Regions from separate parts of the Mus musculus genome. Here regions 1, 2 and 4 are each linked to region 3. Evidence: chromatin contacts called from public Hi-C, HiChIP or PLAC-seq and promoter capture Hi-C data. All regions are on one chromosome and are shown on one strand. The core of a region is the stretch at or near the end of the contact, and the rest is flanking DNA. Distances in the headings are between cores, read along the strand shown.

Evidence for each region. Promoter capture Hi-C pulls out the DNA fragments that hold promoters and counts their contacts. Hi-C and Micro-C count contacts between places; a contact is called where the count stands out from the background. HiChIP or PLAC-seq counts read pairs in DNA pulled down with a chosen protein or histone mark.
Region 1: a contact with region 3 is called in a promoter capture Hi-C map of liver. The contact joins the enhancer-like site here to the promoter of Nap1l1 in region 3. A contact is called at or near these places in 10 of 39 promoter capture datasets (3T3-L1-derived adipocytes, the C10 cell line, the HPC-7 cell line and 7 more), 6 of 484 Hi-C or Micro-C datasets (the N1E-115 cell line, bone marrow-derived macrophages, embryonic stem cells and 1 more), 12 of 115 datasets of contacts at active chromatin or transcription factors (astrocytes, bone marrow-derived macrophages, embryonic midbrain and 5 more) and 5 of 9 other capture datasets (adipose tissue, embryonic stem cells, liver and 2 more).
Region 2: a contact with region 3 is called in an H3K4me3 HiChIP or PLAC-seq map of the 230-238 cell line, with 12 read pairs. The contact joins the enhancer-like site here to the promoter of Nap1l1 in region 3. A contact is called at or near these places in 2 of 39 promoter capture datasets (the C10 cell line and macrophages), 1 of 115 datasets of contacts at active chromatin or transcription factors (the 230-238 cell line) and 2 of 9 other capture datasets (adipose tissue and liver).
Region 4: a Hi-C map of rod photoreceptor shows a contact between it and region 3, with 1.9 times the contacts expected there. The contact joins the enhancer-like site here to the promoter of Nap1l1 in region 3. A contact is called at or near these places in 11 of 39 promoter capture datasets (the C10 cell line, the HPC-7 cell line, cranial neural crest and 6 more), 2 of 15 datasets of contacts at CTCF or cohesin (CD8 T cells and the NIH/3T3 cell line), 16 of 484 Hi-C or Micro-C datasets (3T3-L1-derived adipocytes, CD8 T cells, the G1E-ER4 cell line and 11 more), 12 of 115 datasets of contacts at active chromatin or transcription factors (the 230-238 cell line, the NIH/3T3 cell line, embryonic basal ganglia and 7 more) and 3 of 9 other capture datasets (adipose tissue, liver and pancreatic islet).

The regions. Positions count from the first base shown.
Region 1 is chr10:111,334,941-111,337,640 of GRCm38.p6, forward strand. All of the region lies in intron 1 of Gm40761 (a long non-coding RNA gene), which reads left to right. Among named protein-coding and RNA genes, the nearest start is that of Gm40761, 4.5 kb to the left of the region's middle. Within about 2 kb of position 1,306, at least 44 of the 459 cell types and tissues checked have an H3K27ac peak or open chromatin away from gene starts, as enhancers often do. A contact at or near this core is called in adipose tissue, bone marrow-derived macrophages, liver and 1 more, where this site is marked.
Region 2 is chr10:111,723,525-111,726,224 of GRCm38.p6, forward strand. Gm30624 (a long non-coding RNA gene) reads left to right here. Exons shown (of 6, transcript XR_001779641.2): 3 at 1,639-1,845. Among named protein-coding and RNA genes, the nearest start is that of Gm30624, 40 kb to the left of the region's middle. Within about 2 kb of position 1,372, at least 38 of the 459 cell types and tissues checked have an H3K27ac peak or open chromatin away from gene starts, as enhancers often do. A contact at or near this core is called in the 230-238 cell line and adipose tissue, where this site is marked.
Region 3 is chr10:111,471,896-111,474,595 of GRCm38.p6, forward strand. It overlaps Nap1l1 (nucleosome assembly protein 1-like 1), which reads left to right and starts at 1,332. Exons shown (of 16, transcript NM_015781.5): 1 at 1,332-1,456.
Region 4 is chr10:111,244,138-111,246,837 of GRCm38.p6, forward strand. All of the region lies in intron 4 of Osbpl8 (oxysterol binding protein-like 8), which reads left to right. Among named protein-coding and RNA genes, the nearest start is that of Bbs10, 53 kb to the right of the region's middle. Within about 2 kb of position 1,429, at least 8 of the 459 cell types and tissues checked have an H3K27ac peak or open chromatin away from gene starts, as enhancers often do. A contact at or near this core is called in liver, olfactory sensory neurons and rod photoreceptor, where this site is marked.

The sequences.
Region 1 (2,700 bases), core at 56-2,555, 140 kb before region 3:
AACTCTGACTAATATACTACTGTGATTTGACAGAAAGAGAGAGAGAGAAAGAGAGAGAAACAAATATCACATTTTTCTCATTATTAATTCTAGATTGTACATATAACATTGTATATATATCACGTATATATGGCACTGCATATATATACGGTATATATATGTATGTATATACTGCATATATATACAGTATATATATATGCAGTGCCATATATATGTGATATATATACAATGTTATATGTACAATCTAGAATTAATAATATATATACAGTATATATATGTATATATGTGTATATATATGTATATATATGTGTATATATATATATATATACATATGTGATATTGTACATCTATGACATCAGAGATTATCTGGAGCAATAGAAGGCATGATGGTATGATTAAAAACACATGACCATAGAGACATGAAAATGTCTTTACAAAACTTATCACTGTACAATGCATATGTATCAATTTTAAAACACCTTAAAAAATTCACTTGGAACGGGAATAAGGATACATGCCTTTAACCCCAGCACTTGGGAAGCAGCAGAGGCAGACAGGTCTCTGGGAGTTTGAGGCTTTCTTGAGCTGCATAGTGAGACCCTCTTTACAACAGAAAATCACTTGGAAATTATTTTCCCTGGAAAGCGCTCTTTGTAGTGGGGGGTGTTGTTGTTTTGCTTTTTAAATCTCTTCACTAAACAACACCGAGAGGCTCACAGTTTTGAAGACAACAGTGATCGATGCTTTTGTGCTTAGTACTAAATAGGGGTTCTCAACCTGTGGGTCGCGACCCTTGAAAGCCTCTGTTTCCAAAAATTCATAACATTGACAGAATAAAGTTATGAGGTAGCAGCGAAAATAATTTTATGGTTGGGAATCATCATGACACAAGGAACTGTATCAAGAGTCGCAGCAGTAGGAAGGTTGAGAGCCACTGTATTAGAACGACTGACATCAAAGGACTCTGACCCTGGGCGCCCTCGCTGAGGAGATGAAGGGGAGCGCTGGAAGTCAGCCATCTGGTCCTCAGATAGAGCCTTCGTTCTTCCTGTGAAACCCAGCGCTGAGGCTGTTTCAAAGAGCAGCTCTGGGTCTCCCACAAATGAGGGAAAAAAGTGTATCCAGAAGTTTCTGCAGATCAAAGACTCCTAGGAGTGAGTTCACAGACGACCAAAGGAAACGCAAAGAGTCGTAGTGGCGCGCCCCAGCCCTGAAGAGAATGGGGAACCGTGCAGGCTGGAGAGAAGCCTCGATTTCAGCGGCGGGAAAGAAAAGGCCTGCCTGGAAGTTGGAATGATTCGCATTGCACAAGCCCGGGGCAGGAGTGGGGCTGTTCCACGCGGGTGTGGGGAGGGGTGGGGCGATGACCCACAGAGGCGTTTCCTTTTGATCGATTTTCTTTGAATACTCAAAGTACAACCTTGAGCTTTTTTTTTTTTTACTGCCAGTGCCTTACCTGTCATTAAGGAGTCACTTTGGGAGACTTGCTGAGACTTCCCCTATTGATCTCTGTCCTGAATGCCAGCAGCCCAGCCGCTAAGGAGAAGCTGCCTCTGGCCACGCGAGCGCACCCCCCAGGACACAGTTCAGCCCCAACCTCTTCCAAGCTTTCTTGTTCCTTTAATGAAGACTCAAGCTATGTGAGCGCTGCGTGCTTCAGACCTTAGCTCCACGTTAATGAGCAGGAGCTTGACTAAGTCGGGAATTTCAGCAGGACGGTTCTTGGATAGATGACTTCTGTGATGGCGTGACTCTTCTGGACTTCCTAACCTTGAGGTGTTAATTGAGAGCTCTTCACATTTTCCGGATTTAAATATATGCAAATTTCATTGGCCATTTTGGTGACCTCTTGTGAAATTCATGTCTGTGTCTTTTGTTGACTTTTTGGGGTTTTGTTGTTGTTGTTGTTTTAACAATTTTCATTTTCATTGAAAGTAGCTTTTTTTTTTTTGGTACAGTGTATTCTGATCACCGTTCCCCCTCTCCCAACTTCTTCTGGGTCTTCCCCGCCCCCAACTTCCCTGCTCACCTAAATACCTAAATCCACACCCCTCTTCTTAGCAACAGCAACTACAACAAATGGAGTTGGAGAACACAAACAAAAAAAAAAAGTCTCGAAAAACCAAAAAAAAAAAAAAAAAAAAAAAAAGCCAAAGAAAAGCACAGGAACACATTTGATGCGTGCACACACACACACACACACACACACACACACACACACAGTAGTTCTTACAATCTTTCTGACTCTTCTTCCACGAGCCCTGAGGGAAGAGATTTGCTGAAGAAAACCTTCTAGGGCTGAGTGTTCCAAGGACTGATTTTCTGCTCACTGTCCAGTTGAGAATTTCTGAATTTATTCCCATCTCCTGCAGTAGGGAGCTTTGTCCAATGACGACTGGTCAGGAAGTGTCAAAGTGACCTGTGAGTACAGCAGAATATTATTGTTGGGTTATTTTTTTGTTTTTGTTTTTGTTTTTCGAGACAGGGTTTCTCTGTATAACCCTGGCTGTCCTGGAACTCACTTTGCAGACCAGGCTGGCCTCGAACTCAGAAATCCACCTGCTTCTGCCTCCCGAGTGCTGAGATTAAAGGCGTGCGCCACCATGCCCGGCCTAGTGGAGGTGTATTTTCTTCAGGGTTAGTGATTATGTTTTTGTGCTGGTGTCTGGGCATCTGGGTTTGGGATGATTGTGATTCTAG
Region 2 (2,700 bases), core at 122-2,621, 250 kb after region 3:
CCACCACTCATGGGAAAACCATCTACCTCCCTTGAGATCACATTTCTTATTAGCTTAAGGCTCCCTAATCAGGTTAGACTTGTTGGCCAGAGAGCCCCAGTGATCTTTTATCTCCGCCTTCTCACTCCTGGGTTTACAAGCTCATGCTATTACACTTCACACTTTTCTGTGGGCTCCAGAGATTGATCATGCTTGCAAGGCACAAATGCTGTATGGTTGGGGTTGCCTTCCTAGTGCTTATGTCTGCCTTTTAAACTCCTATTCCCCCAAATCTCTGTGCCAGACAATCTGGAACCATGTGGGATTGATTGGGACTGATGGGATCTTAGTCTCAGGCTCATGTCTCCTGCTTCTTCCCCAAGGGCCAGCTGAAACGCAAAGACCCAGCCCAAGCCTCTCTCCAGATTTAATGGTTTCTAGAAACATTCGATTGTGCCCAGCCTCCTGAATCTAGTCTTTCTTCCATACTTCACAGTTCCCCAAATGGTGTGTTCTGTCATTATTATGTACATCCAATCAAACCCCTTGTTAGCATTTTGTCTAAGCTCTGCCCCATGGTTACCTAGCAACAGCCAGGTGTGCCTGACTCACTATAAAAGGGGCTGCTTGCCTCCTTCACTTTCTCTTGCTCTCTTGCTTTCTTGCTCTGGTTCTGTCTTCTCATCACTTCCCCCTCTCTCTCCATATGCTCACAGCTGGCCTCCTCTCCCTCTTCCTCTCCTTCTCCTCTCCAGTGCCTTTCTCTGTCTACTCCCCTCTCAACTCCCCTCCCCATGCCCTGAATAAATTCTATTCTATACTATACCATGTGTGGCTGGTCCCTCAGTGGGAAGGGATGCCTCAGTATGGGCCCTTGGAGGCACACCCTTCCCCCGACACCTGACTGCACATCCATCAAACATTCTCTTTCTCCTTATCTTTTTAAAAACACAATACTCCTCTATCCCTTACAGATCTAAATCTCAAAATATTTATCTAGGTATCATACTAACTACCAATCTACAAGATCTTGATGGGTAGAGATGGGTAGAGATCTTGGATTTTCCTTTAGAAGGTCCTTTAGAAGAACACATGTGCTTCTGTAAATGCCCTGAAAAATGCCAGGTTAGGATTGCCAGCAACCATGATAAATGCTTTAGGGGTGGTATCTTGGCATGGTTGAACCTTGAAAGAGCTGGGATTCTGATAAATGTGTTCCCTTTGTTTTCTCTGGGCAGTTAAAAACAGTGCTAGCTGCGGGCAAAGTCAGAAGCTCTGTTGATTTGTGGCTCTGCTTTTTTTTTTTTTTTCCCCAAGGACTCTTTGCCCTACCCACTGAGGACATACTTCCTGTGTCCCCATGCTTTCTAAGTTGAACAACTGTTCTGTGCTTTGTTCCCTTGCTGTGGTTGCTGTTTGTGGCACGTCTAAAAGGGATGTAAAACCCTGAAGCTCTCAGCTGTAATAATATACCCGTTGACCCCACCTACATGGTTGAGACCTCTGCTGCCCCTCTCCAGACAGATGTCTGAGTGGGGAATCTGGCCTGAACACCAAAAGTTGTCATAGAAGTCACTGTGAGTGACTTCCTCTGACTATATATGGATGGCTGGAAGTGGTGTTATGAAACTAATCCTATAATCCTTTTCTTCCTAACAGAAGAGCAGTGGAATGCTGTGGGCCGGAGAAACTCAGGCAGCTGGCAGTTTGACTCTTAAGCACCAGCATGGTAGACACCAGCCTCCCCTCTCAGTCCTGCGGGCCGTGAAGTGGTGATAATAACACACTCTGAGCAGCTGGAGATTTCTCTGGAGCCAGACTACAGGGGAGACCATGAAGAAGAAAATACAGATGAAACAGGAAGAGGTAAAAGCCTAGAGTTAGAAAAACTTCTGAAAATATAGTAGTCGGATATGATATGTTAACAGAAGTTATTGTAGCTATCTGGTCTACCTCAAAAGAAGCTGTATATATAGCAACGGAGATGATTATCGTCTTGTTCTATCGTAATAAACTTGTGACATTCCTTGTCTTCCTGGATTCCCCATGCCCCACACTTTCCTTTCCCCTGGATGGCTTTCACCACTAACAGACTCCTGCAGGCAACACGTCACTGGCTCTGTCATTACTAAAAATTTCTGTTCTATTCAAGACTAGGGACTATGTTTTGTTCATCAGGGTGGCCACAAATAGCATAAAGTAACTTTTTTATGTCTTTCTTAGCCTAAGACTGATTTATGTATTGGTAAAAGTGCTTACTTGGGATAGGGACTTGGATCATTCAGTGAAGTGTTTGTATTGCAGGCACCAGTAGGGTGAGTTCAATATTCAGAATCCATTGGTTAATAATAATAATAATAATAATAATAATAATAATAATAATAATAAAAAGCTGGGAGAGCTAGTGAAGTCATGAATCTTAGAAGAGACCTTACAACTGCCACTGCACTGAACCAGCAGAATCCTTAACTACATTCTAAATATTTGTCCTTATACCCATAGATGAATAGTTCTTTGCTCTCACCAAGGAAACGTCTCTTTGCAAAAGACAGAGACCATTACAGAAAACTACAAGCAACCAAGATACCCAGTTATTGAGCCCAGACCCAATGAATACTTCTGCACAGGCTGGAGGAACATTGCAGAAGAGAGGGCAGGAAGACTGTAAAAGCCAGAGGGTCAGGCAGTTTGCTCTGAGATTGTGTCCTTCAGTCATGACAG
Region 3 (2,700 bases), core at 82-2,581:
TTTTTTTTTTTTCTGCTACAGGGCCTTAAATATTCCGCGCTGACCTGGAACTCTCTATGACCCTAAATTCCTTATCCCTGTGCCTCTATCTCTGCAGGGGTGCAACTCCAGAAATGAAGCCATGTGTGGGCTATGTGATGCTGTGGTTTGAACCTGGGGCCTTCATGCATCTTAGGCAGGCACTCTTACCAAATGAGCTACATCCAAAGGACTCAAAGAGTAGTTATTCTTTCACTAAAATACTAGCACATAGCCTTTTGTATGCACATACTACTTTTTGCCAAGTTCTTCCATGCCTGATTTCACAACAGATAACCAGATTCTCCTGTCTGTCTGTTTGTATTTCCAATGTTGCCCTATCTCACGACTTGTAGTGTCTGGAAGACTCCAGTGAAGGCTTGTGGGAGGATGGGAATGTAAAATGTAGACAGTGCCTTAGTATTATAGACAGATTAACCTCCCACCATAAAGACCACACTTGGAGCACAGCTGTTTGATTTGACGATCTCAAATTGTGGCACATAGCCACTCTCTGAAAGATTTAAAATCTGATACCTGCAGGGCCTCACTGTGGCCCTACCTAAAAAACAAAACCCCAAAGCACCAAACATAGTTAACAGAACAGGTGATTTGTAGTCAACTGAAAAATAGCTGCAAGATTTCATGAGCTTAAGGGTTGATTTACTTTTTCAGGAAGATGAAAAATTGGTATGCTGATTATTTTCATTATAAAGCAGTAATACGCAAAAATACGCTCTTTACTTCCATCAAATGAACTAAAGCAGAGATGAAGGGTTGTGTATCAGGTAAACGTGATGTGGAACACCCTAAAAGGCGTAGAGGCGCCCCGAGTTAGAAGCAAAACCAGCCGAAGACGCTGCCGCGGTGGTCACAAGAAAAGAGTTGTTAGTTCTCAGCTAGAGTGGGAAAATGGTTTCAGAGGAGAAGGGGGTGGGGAGAGGGGAGAGGCGTGCTGGGATTAGGTCTGGATGCGGATGGGAATCCTAGCCAGGATACTGCAAGCCTGCCACTAGGCTGTGTCCCTAACCCAGGCGGGCAAGGAGAACCAGGAGCGGGACCTATGGGTCGTCGCTGTGGGATTGGGATTTCCATCGCAGCGTAGAAGGGAGAAGAGATGGCGAGCACAAGACCGCCACAGGCGGGAAGCCTAAGGTGCCGGGGAAGAAGGACGGCTCTGTAACCAGGCAACAAGGCCCAGGCCCGCCTCCCGCTCCCGTTGCTACGCAACGCCGAGGCCAGGGGGAGGGCGTCGGAGCAGCCCTACGTGCTGACGCTAATTGTATATGAGCGCGAGCGGCGGGCTCTCGGGTCTTTTTTAGCGCCATCTGCTCGCGGCGCCGCCTCCTGCTCCTCCCGCCGCCGCCGCTGCCGCCGCCCTGAGTCACTGCCTGCGCAGCTCCCGCCGCCCGGCTCCGCGTCCGAGCCTCCTGGAACGGTAACGGCTGGGGGCCGGGAGGGCCGGGTGGCGGGGGCCTGCGAGGTGTCGGGCTGAGGCCGCGGGGTGAGCGCTCCGGAGCGGCCATGCGGCCTGAGGGACCCCGGGGAGCGCCGGCGGCTGCGGGGCGCGCGGGACGGCGAGGCCGCGGGAGAGCGGAGGAGGAGGAGGAGGCCACGCCGCGGGGCGCCCTGGGTCGCCCGGCCGCCTCTGCCTCGGTGGAGCCCACCGCGAGGGCAACCCCGGCGAGGCGGGCCGCGGGGATGGGGGACATGGAAGGAACGGTGGCCGCGCGAGTTCCGCCCGCAGGGAGGGGCTGTGCAGGCCGCGCGGCCTCGGCGCGCAGGAGCCGGGGCACGTGGGGACCGCGCCGCGGGCGGCCGGAGACCCCTGCCGGGGCCCACCCGACACCTCCGTCGGAGTTGGAGGAGGAGGAGGGGTCGCCACGAGTACCAGTCCCGCCACGGTCTCACCGGCTCCCTGGGTCTTCCTGGAGGGAACTGTGCTAGCGGATGGGAGGATGGAGGGGCGAGCAGCCTCCACCGCCAGGGTTATAAGGGGTTAACACGTGCAAAGCGTTCAGCCTAGCTATTTTTTTTTTTTTTTTTTTTTAACAAAAGATCTTGTTTTGTGTCTCACAGGTACAGTTAGAACTTCGATGGGTAACGTGGCCGGGGTATATTTGTGTGGAGAGACTTAATCCTAGTCTCCTTAAACCTCCAGATGGTTCTGAGACGAAAACTAAGAAGGGCTGGCTTGTTGGGGGTGGGGAGTGGGGTTCGAGTTTAATAGACCAACAGCGTGGTTCTTCCCTTCAGGCAGCACCCCCTCCCTCCCCCCAGAATTCTCACTAGGGATGAAGTGGAAGGACCATGGGGTGGAACAAGGCATTAATAATATACTGACCAAGCTCAGTGCGCCACATTTCTGTAAAGATCTCAGGAGTGGCATCGGAGGGAGGGCGGAGACAGGTCCTGTCCAGAGGGCAGGGCTTCCCAGACTAAAAGGATGCACCAGGCATACAGGCTATCTTCCAGGGCTAACTACTTCAGACTGTCTCCTGTCTCTAAATTCCAAAATGAGAAACGTTTTAAAGACTTTCCCAACACCTCTAATTTCAGGAGAGCCAACATAAAGTTTACCACTTTTGAAAATAGACGCCATCAAAACACCTTCCCAAACTTAATATCCAAAGAATACTTTGGATTAGAGGAGTGCCTAAAATTTACATTTTTTTGTTTTTT
Region 4 (2,700 bases), core at 179-2,678, 230 kb before region 3:
TTGGAAAAGAAATGTTTTAAGTATATTTTTAACTTAAGATTCTTTAAGGATGATCAGATATTACCTCTACTAGTTAGTTCTTGCTGTTGGGATTTAATCTCCTTTGTTTGGAAACTCTGGGAGAGTCTACTGTCCTCTTTACAAAGTAATAACAGGGCTTCAGTTCCATTGGCTGCTGTCATTTTCAGTTCTTTGTAGAGCCAGATTTCCAGTGTATTTTTTAAAATTACAACAAAATTACTGTTATAATATGCCAGACAGTTAGAGTTGTGTCTGATCTCCGAGACCCAAATGGTATGGAAGGAAAGAACTAGTCCCTGCAAATTACCCTCTGACCTCTAAGTACGCCATGGGCTGATTGCTCCCCTCTGCATGCCCACACCAACCAACCAACCAACAAACAAATGAGTATAAAATTATAATTTAAATTCTGTGCGTCACAGTAGCTTCTATTTGTGTTTTCTGTGCATTAGGCAACAATTGAACAGCTTTCGTTAAAAGGAAATGACTATCTGTAAGTGTACAATAGACTATTCCGTGAAAATGCATAATGAGAAGGGATCATTGCTTAGTGCTCAGAAGTCCTCAGAGGCAGCTCCTAATCAGCTTGTAGTGTCACGCCTGCTGGACCCATGTCACCTGTGGCTTTCTCTTGACTTGTATTTATAGTAATGGTACTATCATATGTGCATATCTAAAATGTTTCTTTGGAAGGACTAAGTAAGTGTTCAAAGAAAAACTAGATAAACTTGATAGTTTATTTGAACAAGAGTAATTCATGTATTGGGCAGCATTTCATACCGGACAGAGGTTCCAAGAGTTCTGCTCTGCAGTATGGGGCACTGAATATTGACAGACAGAACTCACAAGTGGAGTACAAGATGAGCTTCTGGCCTCGTTTGAGCGTGGCCTGTAATTGGCTGAAGCTCAGTGGCTTTATGGTCTTGGCAGACATCTGATTTTCTGTTGCAAAATTAGACCAAGTTAAGTTCACATTCATTTATAAGCAAGTTGTTTTGTAGTTCATTCTATAGGAACTCAAATTACAGAGAGAGCCTCTGTCCAAATATCTTCAGCCTATTCAACAAGTCCTTGTGTAAAGGGGCAGTATTGCTGGAGAAGTATAAGCCAAAAAACTCTGGGTTGTAGCGTGGCCTTGATTTCTTTGAGAATCTACTAAGAGTCATGTTATGGTTTGGATATCAATGAACCCAAAGGCTCATGTGTTTTGGGCTTAGTCCCCTGGTGTTGGGGCTGTTGAGGTAACTGGATCTCTGGGGCTCTAACTTCATGAATGGAATAAGCCTTTAATAAAGCCTAGCTTCTGAATAGTCTAGTAGAAGGTAAATCTTGGTCCTGGTGTCTCCTTGGCCTCCTGGCTGCTGTGAAGTAAGCAGGTTTTGTCACATGCTGCTGTCACTAAGGTGTTCTGTCTCACTGCATGCCTAACAATAGGGCAAGCCAAAGCAAACATGGACTAAAACATCCGGGACCATGGGCCTAAACCCTTCTTTTTTCCTTTGAAATGTTGTCTGTCAGTTATTTTGCAACAGTCACCAAATGCTCCATGTGAAAGGACTGTTTAGTCGTTGTGAGTGCTCAGCATTGCCTGTGGTGTGGTTCTGGGCTGTTGCTATAGCAGGAAGACGGCAGAAGTAGTCTGTACTGTGTAGCCTATCAAATGAAAAGTAGGACACCTTCTTGTACTAGAGGTATTGTCAGTTAACTCAACTGTGAGTCTAGGGAAAGAGACAATTCTAATAGACACTAGGAAACGCTACAGGCCAGAGAAGAACCTGGGTGAAGGAGACCCAAGAAAGATGGTACCCTGGTAGGGGACTTTTTGGTGAAAGGAGCTATTTGACTTGGTGATCTTTTATATCCTAAACAGTGCTGATTTACTGTTACCTTTTTTTTGTACAGTATATATGCTGTACAGTGTATGTTGTACAGTCTTTTCTAAGTGTGCTGGACAGAAGTAAGCTCTAGAAGAAATTATTTACATGAGAATTGTCTCAGTTCTGCCAGACAGAGAAGAGCGGCTTGGGGAGAGAGTCCCATAGCATCTGGTTGGAGATGATACAGACGCTTGGGGGGAGAACTCCTCTGAACACTGCATCCTTTGTGCATCAAATTTGACTCTGTATTAGAACCACAAGTGACAAGAGGTGCGCTTGATGACTCTTTAAAAGCATGCAAAAGTAAATAAAACATGAAAGAAAAGTAGGATTTTGAAACCTATAGTATCTTAAATATTGTTAATATATTCTAATGTGCATAATTGAGAGTTTGGCAGGGTTAAGATTTCTAAATGGGGCTGGGTGGTGGTGGTGGCAGCAGCAGCGCACGCCTTTAATCGCAGCACTTGGGAGGCAGAGGCAGGCGGATTTCTGAGTTCAAGGACAGCCAGGCCTACACAGAAAAACCCTGTCTCAAAAAACAAACAAACAAGCAAACAAACAAAAAGATTTCTAAGTGGGACACCATTCTCTTTGAGATATTAAAGACATTGCTTGTGTGTCTCACTTGAATATTTTAAATTATTACTTCATCCATTTGACACGCAATCCAGTGTAATTTGCTGCTGTGAATTGTATACAAAAGGACTTTTTGATATAAAGACTGACGTGTGACATGGCTTTTGTGCCTCTTTGCACCTATATTTGTGCATCTTAGGTTCACTGTCAAATTTGTGTTGCA